2 separate regions of the Mus musculus genome follow, and region 2 is linked to region 1. A link is a contact called in public promoter capture Hi-C data. All regions are on one chromosome and are shown on one strand. Each heading gives the region's core, a stretch centred on a gene start, on an enhancer-like site or on the middle of the called end of the contact. The rest is flanking DNA. Distances are from core to core; before and after follow the strand shown. Region 1 holds the start of Rai1 (retinoic acid induced 1). Region 2 has its middle 20 kb from the start of Atpaf2.

Evidence for each region. Promoter capture Hi-C pulls out the DNA fragments that hold promoters and counts their contacts.
Region 2: a promoter capture Hi-C map of hippocampal neurons shows a contact between it and region 1, with 4 times the contacts expected there. The contact joins the enhancer-like site here to the promoter of Rai1 in region 1. A contact is called at or near these places in 8 of 39 promoter capture datasets (embryonic stem cells, frontonasal cranial neural crest, hippocampal neurons and 3 more), 28 of 484 Hi-C or Micro-C datasets (the AML12 cell line, the BV-2 cell line, CD8 central memory T cells and 19 more), 16 of 115 datasets of contacts at active chromatin or transcription factors (the SCID.adh cell line, T-cell acute lymphoblastic leukemia, bone marrow-derived dendritic cells and 12 more) and 2 of 9 other capture datasets (liver and macrophages).

What each region holds. Positions count from the first base shown.
Region 1 is chr11:60,103,618-60,108,644 of GRCm38.p6, forward strand. It overlaps Rai1 (retinoic acid induced 1), which reads left to right and starts at 1,396. Exons shown (of 6, transcript NM_009021.2): 1 at 1,396-1,777.
Region 2 is chr11:60,394,868-60,399,988 of GRCm38.p6, forward strand. No RefSeq gene overlaps it. Among named protein-coding and RNA genes, the nearest start is that of Atpaf2, 20 kb to the right of the region's middle. Within about 2 kb of position 2,549, at least 7 of the 459 cell types and tissues checked have an H3K27ac peak or open chromatin away from gene starts, as enhancers often do. A contact at or near this core is called in cortical neurons, forebrain and hippocampal neurons, where this site is marked.

The DNA of each region.
Region 1 (5,027 bases), core at 146-2,645:
CAGTAAGGAGGACCTAGGGTGGGTCTCGGCTTTGTCAGTATAAGTGAAGGACCTTCATAGATGTGGTGGGCTAGGAGAGAAGCAGTCAGGATGTATAGGATGAGGCAGAAGGGGTGAAGTGTCTGTTACAAGAAGACAAAGGTGCTGAACTTAGCACAACGCTCACACTCCTGATGAAGAAACAGGACTGAAAGGGTGACTGACTCACTTGTGTCAAGTCACCTGGGGACTTGGGTGCTTTGACCTGATGAATGGCTCAGACTTCGACGAAGCAGGTAACTCATGCCACCCTGAGGAGGGGAGCAGAAGCCTTGGGGTAGCCACGGCTCATGGGGCTGTCTATAAGTTAATCGGTTCATTTACAAATCCATTCAAAATTCTTTTACTTAAAATCTGTTGGTGGCTTACTTCCCACAGCACTAAGGAGGCTGCCTTTAGGCTCTTTGTAGTCCTACAGGCCCTGACCTTGGATTAAAATTCAGCATGCTTTTTTTTTTTTTTTTTGGTTTTCCGAGACAGGGTTTCTCAGTGTAGCCCTGGCTGTCCTGGAACTCACTCTGTAGACCAGGCTGGCCTGGAACTCAGACATCCGCCTGCCTCTGCCTCCCAAGTGCTGGGATTAAAGGCGTGTGCCACCACTGCCTGGCTAACATGCCCACTTCTTATCCCATTGGGTATGTATGGCCTCCTTACACTTGTGCTTATTCATCAAGAGCACTCCTGCCTCGGGGCACCCACACTTGTCTTTTCCTCTCAAAGAATGCTCTTCCATGCGCTGCTGGTGCAGGCTCCTTCCTGCTCTTCAGCGATTTGTTCAGACAGGCCTTCTCTCACTCGCAGCTAAATCCATCACTGCACCTGCTGATTTTCTTCCTAGCACTTATTTCGCTCTAAAATTATCTTCGTTATGGACCTGATCATTGTTGGCTGTCTGAGTCTCCCCTACACAATGCCAGCTCCTTGACAGGCAGGAACCGCACTGCTTCGGTACCCAACAAGGTGCCACATGTGCCGTGACTACATTTTTTACATCTAACTTGAGGAAATTTGAAACGGATTCTCCAACCAAAGAAACAGTCACAGGTGAGGGCCACATGGTGGTGGAATGAGCGGGGGACGGGGAGAGGCCTGGCCCAAGTCTAAGTCCAAAATCCTCAGCGAGTGATGAGCAGACCATGTCCTGTGGCTGTCCCCAGGCCTTTCTCGCCGGGCTGCACCTTCAGGCCCTCTGCCAAGCCCCTGCCCCCAGACAGACATGGGGCGTGCAGTGGGGCGCGCGGGCGCCAGGGGGCGCTGTCGGGGCGCGAACGGCCCACCTGGCACCCGAGGCCACGAGCGAGAGCTGCCTGGCCGCCCGGGAACTTTTTTCCTCGCGCTCTCGCTCTCCTGCTCCCCCCGCACGTCGCCCGCCCGCCCGCCGCTCTTCCTGTGTGGAGGGGATCGCATTTCTCTCGGGCTCCCGCGGGCATCAGGCAGGCCCGGCAGGGTGCGCGGTCAGGGCCCGCTACGCGCGCCGCCGGCTCCCGGCGCCCCGGTGCCACCCCCGCTCGCGCCTGGGCTCGGACAGGCCGCTTGCAGAGCCAGGCGGTGGTGGCGGTGGTGGCGGCGGTGGCCAGGGTAGCTGGCTGCCTTGTCGAGGTCCGAGGAAGGGGCCCCGCGGCCCACCCTCTTTCCCGCCCGGGCGGCCGTCGTGCCGGACACCCATGGGCGCGCGGGCCTCCGGGCCGCGAAGTCGCAGCGCCGGACGCCGGGCCCCGGAGTGACCGCGGGCTCCGAGGTGAGCGGGGAGCCCGGCGCGGGGACAAGGACCTGGGCGGGGGCGGCGCGAGGCGTGGGGACCCAGCGGGCAGGGGTCCGGGCGGGGGCCGAGCGCGCGTGGGGCGCGGACGCGGGGTCGCGCGGCCTGGCTTTGTGTGGCGCCGGCGTGAGGCCGCTGGTGGCCGTGTAGGAGCTGCATGAGGGGATTCTGGAGAGTCGGTGGCCCGCCGGGCGCCGGTGCTGGGACCTGAGGCCCAGTGTCACCGAGTGTGGGGCGGGGACGTGGGGCGGTGCAGCGAGGGCCCGAGGGAGCTTTGTGAGTGCGTTCTGGGTGGGGACGGGGAGCCGGAGGCTCGGGGTGTAGCCTGCTCCCGGGTGTCCGGACTGCGAGGGCCGCTCGTGGTGACACAGGACGCGGCGGTCGCCGCGTGTCCCCGCCTGGGCCTGTGCGCAGGCCCCGCACTGACCAGGAAACGGTCCCCGCGACCCAGGAGTCCCTTCGTGGCCAGGCCCTGGGCGCACGGGCCTTTTGGGGTGACGCCACCGGCTGGAGCCCGGGACACGCGAGCTTGGTGCCCTTCCGAAAGCGGCGCGGCGGCCAGGCCCGTGGGCCCTTTCGAGGCCGAGTCCCACGCCTTTTGGAGGCAAGAAGACCTGTGGGGGGGGGATACTGGGCCGAGCGCGGCAGGGGCGAGGGCTTGGCAGGGCTGGGAGGTGACATTTGGAGCTCTGGTCACAACTGGAGGCCTTCAAGGAGGAGCAGAGGGGAAGCGAAACACAAGGCAGGCTCCAGGTCGCGGCGGCCCCAGTTTCCCGGGGCGCCCGTTTTTCCCAGCGACCAGCTAGCTAGCTCCTCTTGGGGCTCCCGGTCGCTCATTCACACAGCAGGGCGGGAGTGCAGCCAGGAGCTGTGCCTGCGTCCCGGGAACCCAGGACCTGAGGACTCTGAATGGATTAAACCCGAGCGTCTTACGCTCCGAAGGACTGGGGACGTGAGGCTGCGTGCCTGCACGGCGAGCCCAGGCCGGCGCGTCCCAGCCCCACCGCACGCACTCCCGCAGCGCTTGTGTCGCGGTTCGAGCGGGGCCCCGCGCCCCCTCCCACCCCCTTTTCCAACGGCAGTGCTGTGTTGAGAATTCAAGGGCATTACATCTGGTTGCAATCTAGTTTCATGCGGCTGCTGGGCTGTTAAGACCTCGAGCTGACGTCAGAGCAGGGGAATTACTTCTTTTTATTTTATCTTTTTTTAGTTGTCTGCTGCCCTGGGAGGGGAGGCGGGTGGAGAGTGGGGCCAGGCAAGCTGTGATGTGGAGGCGCCAGCGCGATGGGAGCCCAGATCTGGGAGCTCTGCTTCCTATCCTATCCGCCTTCTCCTCCCCCATTCTCCACACTTCTCTCAGCTCCAGCCAGGCCTGGGTTGGGGGCAGTGGAGTGGAGGCCCTTCCTGGCTGACTACACAGCTGTTTCCAGAGGTTTCTCTGGGACGTGGCCCTTGGGATCTGGAAGCTGGAGAGTAATCTAGTTTCCCACCCCTCCTCCCAACACCCCAGAGGGTATGTGGGGCCCAAGAACAAGGCATAGATACAGCCATTCTAGTCACAAGGCAGCCTCTCCCTAGAAGCCCGGCCAGGCTCTCAGCGAGAATTCCTCGGAGAGGAGAGGAGCGAGTATGGGGCGATTGAGGCCTCAGAGGCCATCTTGGGAGGGGGTAAAATGTGACCTTCCCTGACAATCAGGCATCCCTCTGACTTCTGCAGAGGGGCCTTCTGCTTCAGAAGTGTCTTTATTCCCACTGCTCCCTGAGGCCTCTGGGAGCAGGGGTAGGGTGGGTGTGGGAGTGGTATTTCTTTTAGGCCCCAAATCTAGACCATTGGTTTAAAAAACCCTACCCAAGATGAAATCCTGCTATGCACACACACACACACACACACACACACACACACACCCCTCCTGCCATGTGCAAAGTAGTTTTTAGGTCACAGTATTGTTCCTACCTACAGTACATAGCAAAAACAAAAGTTTAGTGAATAAATCTACGGCGTGTGCTTTTTCTCTTCCCGTTTATTTGATTGGAAAAATGACTAGTTGTAGCCCATTATATCTGTCTTCACAACCACCGATAGGTCACACCATATTTGAAGAAGAGGGCCTTGGAAATGGCTCTGCTATATATCCCCTCTACAAATAGTAATTGAGACCCCACAGTTGCTCTTTTCTCCTTACCCAAGTAATACATAGAGAGGTTCTCACTGAAAAAAAAATGCAAATAGCCTAAAAGCATGTGGAGTAACAGACCCTCAGCACAGGTGGCCACTGTAAAGTCATCGTATCCTCCTCCCATCGCTCACTTAATGTATGCAAGAGGCTATGTACAAAGACACAGTTTTATTTTTCCCCAAGTGAAAACATAGTCAGATCTCTAATTCTACAGCCCTGGTTTCCTTTCCCTCTGGGAGGGGAGTGAGTAAGGTGCTTCAGGGAGGACTCTGCATTGACTCCTGGCTCCACCATCTGCTGACGGAGTTGTTTACCACTCTGGGCCTCAGTGTCTCCATCTGTACAATGAGAACCCCAGTGCTGACTCTAGCTGTAGGTATCCATAGATGGTTAGGTCGGTGATTCTGAGAAAGGCCAGCTGCTGTGTCTTCCCGGCTGCCATGGCTGTCTTCTGTGGCGACGGCAGCACATACTTGTCCTTTGCTGCTTCTACCAGCTGCTTGGGCTGTGGTATGTATGTGTGTTTCCAGGGAGGAAGAGCCATGTGCATTGGCAATGATGATGCCCTCAGACCACGGTTCTTTTGGGGACAGGCTCTGGATGCCAGGCCTAGCAAATGCAGACTGTGTGAAGACCTAGTGTTTTCAAAGCCATGTCAGGGTCTAAGCAGGGTCTAACCTAGGGAACTAGGTTACTGCCCACTGCCAGGTGTGTGAGACCCAGGTAACAGCCAAGATCTTTATGGAAGAGAGGATTGTAAGCAAGTGATAGACAGGGCAGAGGTAGAGAAGGAGGAAAACGTTCCTGCTGCTCTTGGGAGCCTTTGTGTCTTGGCCACTTGACTCAGGAGAAATGGTGAAGGAGCCATTGTGCCAAGGCTTCCTTGTTGGCCTCCTTGCCATCTTTTTCTGAACTCCAGTAGCTACCTTGAAGCAAGCCTCTTTTTGATTTCTGAACAGAGGCTAGCCTGGGGTCCTTCGCACACTCCCAGGGTTCTCTCTGCTCTCTGCTTTGCTCCTGCACAGTACCCTCCTTTCCGTTCAGCTATTTTC
Region 2 (5,121 bases), core at 1,299-3,798, 290 kb after region 1:
AAGACCCAGGGGCATTGGCCTTTGACACACAGGCTTTTAGGGATACTGGGTGACTTCTCCTGGGGAGTCTATTTCTACCTTCCTCGGGTAGGACAACAGACCAGAGAAATACTTCCATCCAAGTCTAGCATGATGGCCAATGGGCTTAATTAGGACTACTTACAGAATGTGAGCAATCTGCTGGCAGAATCTTGCCTTCCCTCTAGCAACTGGTAACTACTTATGTACACCCCTGGGGAGGACAGCAGCCTTAATGGCTCTTGTCTCTTCCCATGAGGGAATTGTTGTTGGGCCAGACGTGTGAGGGACTCTTGCAGATGATCATAGCTGCTGATTCCCAGATGGCAATGGCTATGCCATGCCTAGAGGACAAGAGTTCCACATTCTCTGCTCTGTCGTCTGCCTCTTCTACAGTGCTCCCTGCACTTTGGTGAGGCTGACTGCTAGAGATGCATAGTTATTTTCATCCATTTAGGACTGAGCACTGGCTGCTACGCCTCAATATTTACTTGTTCTCAGTAGTTTAGGCAGGTGTGTCTCTACAGTAGCCACCACTTTAATACAAAAAGAAGCATTGCTGACTAACGCCAATCACAGCAAAAACCTCTGGGCATAAGCACAAATATTAGAAACCAATTTGAAAACCAGACTGGGGCACTGTAGTGATCTGAATATGTTTGGCTCAAGGAGTGGTACCACTTGGTGGTATGGCCTTGGAGTAGGTGTGTAACTGTGGGCATGGGCTTTCAGACCTTCTTCCTAGCTGCCTGGAAGCCAGTCTTCTTCTGTTTGTCTTCGGAATAAGGTGTAGAACTCTTGACTCTTCCTGCATAATGCTTGCCTGAACGCTGCCATGCTCCTTCCTTGATGACAGTGGACTGAACCTCTGAACCTGTAAGCCAGCCCCAGCTAAATGTTGTCTTTATAAGACTGGTCTTGGTCATGGTGTCTGCTCACAACGGTAAAACCCTAAGGCAGGCACATACCTGTAATCCCAGGAAGATCAGAAGTTCAAGGTCATATCATTAATCTTCAGTCATATAGTGAATTTAAGACAAGCCTGGGTTAGAAATACCGTCTAAATAAATAAATAAAAATAAAAAAGGACTGGAGACACAGGTAGGGTAGAGAGAAAGAGCAAGAATGAAAGACCCAGAGGGAGTGTACATATTTTGTTAGTCAAATAATATACATTTAACAAGAAAACAATAGCTTCTCCACTAAAACCTATGCCCTCCTTTAACACAGATTTTGTCCTGGCATGGGTCCCTGTACTGGCTAGTTTTGTGTCAACTTGACACAGCTGGAGTTCACAGAGAAAGGAGCTTCAGTTGAGGAAATGCCTCCATGAGATCCAACTGTAAGGCATTTTCTCAATTAGTGATCAAGGGGGAAAGGCCCCTTGTGGGTGGGATCATCTCTGGGCTGGTAGTCTTGGTTCTATAAGAGAGCAGGGTGAGCAAGCCAGGTGAAGCAAGCCAGTAAAGAACATCCCTCCATGGCCTCTGCATCAGCTCCTGCTTTCTGACCTGCTTGAGTTCCAGTCCTGACTTCCTTGGTGATGAACAGCAATGTGGAAGTGTAAGCCGAATAAACCCTTTCCTCCCCAACTTGCGTCTTGGTCATGATGTTTGTGCAGGAATAGAAACCCTGACTAAGACAGTCCCCACTGTGGAGTGGGTCTTCAATCCAAATGGAACGTAGTTTTTTGTACCCGTGTATCCTGCCACTATTGCACCTGTGGGGATCTTGCATGGATGTCATGCTGACAGCCTAAGACATGAGGCCCACAGCTGAGCAGGACCCTTGATGAGAATTCTCCCCTTGCAGCCTGCTCAGTGCTCCAGCCAGCATGAGCCAGTCGGGAAGGAGCTTCCAGTTCTGGCATGCCGCCAACAGCAGTGGGAACTGTGTATACTGTGTGTGTGCCTAAGAAACCTCCCCCACAAACAACTCGGGGAGGTAGCCCACCCCGGCCCTGGAATTCTTATTCAACAACCTTATGTCTTCTGGCTGTGCCTTCTCTTACTCACAAAGGTGCCTTCTGAGTTGACACTCTTGTATTTGGGGGTTTTGTTTGTTTGAGACAGGGTCTCACTATGTATTAGCCCTGGCTGACCTGGAACTAACTCTGTAGACCAGGCTGGCTTCAAACTCAGAGATGTTGCCTCTGCCTCCCAAGTGCTGGGATTAAAGGGCGTGCAGCATCATGTCTGGTGTTGCTCCTGTTTTGTTTTTTTCTATATAGACACAGGCTGTTGTAGGAAGTTCTCAGCCACTACACTTGGTGGCACTTGTGCCTTACCTAAGTACAAAATTCTCCACACTGTTCACAGATGTCCCCTGACCCCTGCATGGGCTGATTTCCCATGTGTGTGCCTCTTAAGTACATTTGCATGTCCTTCAGATACATTTCTAAATCTGTAAACATCTCAGAAATTAACATTATGTGGTAGATCCTTTTTATAGAGTGGGCAGGTTCTCTGAAGGCCCACCACCATCTGTTCCGAACCAGTGCCAACTGGACGAGGGAGTCAGCAGCTAAGGATACTAAAAACTTAGCTGGTCCAAAACAGCATGAAAGGGTCCCACAGTGGTGCTGTGGGAGGCACTGTGGTATTTAGCTCTCTGCCATCCATAAGCCTTCATGTCTCCTCATCCTGGGCCCAACACACCTCTCTCCAAAACAGTGAACTCAAAGGACCAAGGGGAGCAGGGCCATGCTCATCTGTTATACCAGCCTCTCCATCTGGCTTCCCAGGTCTATCACACTTTTAGCCAGCACCCTGGTGGCGTCTACCTCTCCTTAGCCATACCTGGCTACTCAAGGGCAGGGCAAACATCTCCATACCCAATATATGTTCTTGTAAGAAAGAAATGTACGCAGCTTACTTTGGGGATAGGATAGGGGAGACAGGCTCAATCTTTGCCTGTGCTGCCCAGCTGTCTTCTGAGAGCTGTTGCTCAAGCTTTAATGTCTTCTAGAGCCTCATGAGCTCAGACTTGGCAGTTTTGACTTAAAGTTCCACCTCTACGGGAGTCTTGCTGTATCAGTCAGGGCTCTCTAGAGGAATGCTTGAGTAGGGGGATGAGCAGGTATTAGAGTGGTTTACAGGCTGTAGTCCAGCTTATCTCACAATGGCTCTCTACCATCAGAAGGTCCAAGAATCCAGTAGTTGTTCAGTCCACAAGGCTGGATGATCCAACTGGTCTTCAGTATATGCTGGAATCCTGAAGAAGTAGGCTGTAATGCCAGTGAAGGAATGAACTTGCTATGAGAGCAACCAGGCAGAGAACAAGACTCCTTCTGTCCCATCCTTTATATAGGCTACTCGCAGGAGGAGTGGCCCAGGTTAAAGGTGGACCTTCCTACCTCAAAAAGCTGAATTAGCTGGATTTTACCATTTCAAATGATTTAATTAAGAAAAAGAAAAATTCCCTCACCAGGATCTCAGCATTCAGATCCCTGAGTTAGAGGCCAGCCTGGTCAACAGAGTGAGTTCCAAGGCAGCCAGAGCTACACAGAGAAACACTGTCTTGAAAAACAAAACAAAAACCACAAACCAAAGCAAACCAGTTTTTCTTTTTGAAGAACTGACAAGAGGGCTCAGTAGTTAAAAGCACTTGCTACTTTAAAGGACCATGGTTCGATTCTCAACACTAATATGGCAGCTCGCAACCATTTCTAATTCCATTTCCAGGGAATCCAATGACCTCTTCTGGCCAGTACATGGTGCACATACATACATACAAAATAGACATACACATAAAACAACAAAATTAAAATTTCCCCCCAATTCAAGTAGCTCAGAGACAGGTATCGTGATGCACACCTGTAATCCTAACACTCAGGAAGTTGAGGCAGGACAACTCCAAGTTTACGGCCAGACTCAGCTACATCATTCCAGCTACATAGCTCTATATCTGGGCTATACAGTAAGACACTATCTAAAAGGAGAAGGAGGAGGAAGAGGAGGAAATAGGAGGAGGAAGATGAAGGAGGAAGAGGAGGAGCAGCAGCAGCCATAAAGCACAAAACTTAACCATTTTTGAGAAAAATTTAAATTCCTTGTTATGTTGTTAGTAATCACTGTTAATATTTACTTCCAGAAGTATCTTTTTCTGACTAGTATTGCTCCTGAAATGCTCTTGGTGTTCTGTTTTTGACATCTCTGCACTATTAACTATTTCCATTAAGTTTTACTTTTGCTATTGATGCCTTTCATCTTTCATTAGTTCATTATTTCAGTTTAAATCTAATTAAACATTTGGTACATGTATGTAAGTTCCAAAGTCCTTAATCTTGCATAGTGTCCCAGAGTCTGGTCCCGCGCTGCTGTCACTGTTGCTTTACTAATAATCACCCTTCTAGAAATACTGGAAAAGAAAAAACGTCAAGAGTATTCCCTGATTACAATAGTTTCCTGTGCTAGACCATTGGGGCCATCATGTTAAATCATGGTTTTCCTTCCTCTGTGTTGATTTGATCTGAAGGTACTGTCTATCACTTCTGCTTCATTCCCTTCTCTACCTGTCCTAAGGCTGACATACTTTCCCACTGTGACTTCTTCCTTATACAGGCACTAGTACTTTTTGGGGCAGTCAACTCAGGCTCAGTTGCGTGTCTCACAGTAAAACACACATAACTCTTATCACAGCCTGTTTAGGAATAATTCACATAGGTACCATGTTCAGCGATTGCAATGAGTCCATCAGTCATTTGGGGCTATCTCCTGTACTCTCAGACCCCATCCATGGAAGAGGCATGCCACTCTTTATTATGTACAAGACAATAGCCATCTGTAATCCCCTGTCCTCCACACATACAAGGAGCCTCTACCTTTGGCTGTCTCCGCTTTAGCTGTAGGTCTTATTACCCTTGGCAGGGGCCACACGACGACCACTATATACCAATATACTACTGTAAACCAATAGGGGATGTCTGCCACATAGGACTGATCTCCACCTCAGGTGGCTCAGTCTCAGCTGCAGATGCCCCTCTTAGGCTCATGTTTGGTTCTGTCATGTCTACATATACTTGGGGCACCAAGTAACGTGACTTTCCAAGGAGTCTACTACTCTCTCCAGATAATGACAAACCAAAAAAGCAATTCCACCCAG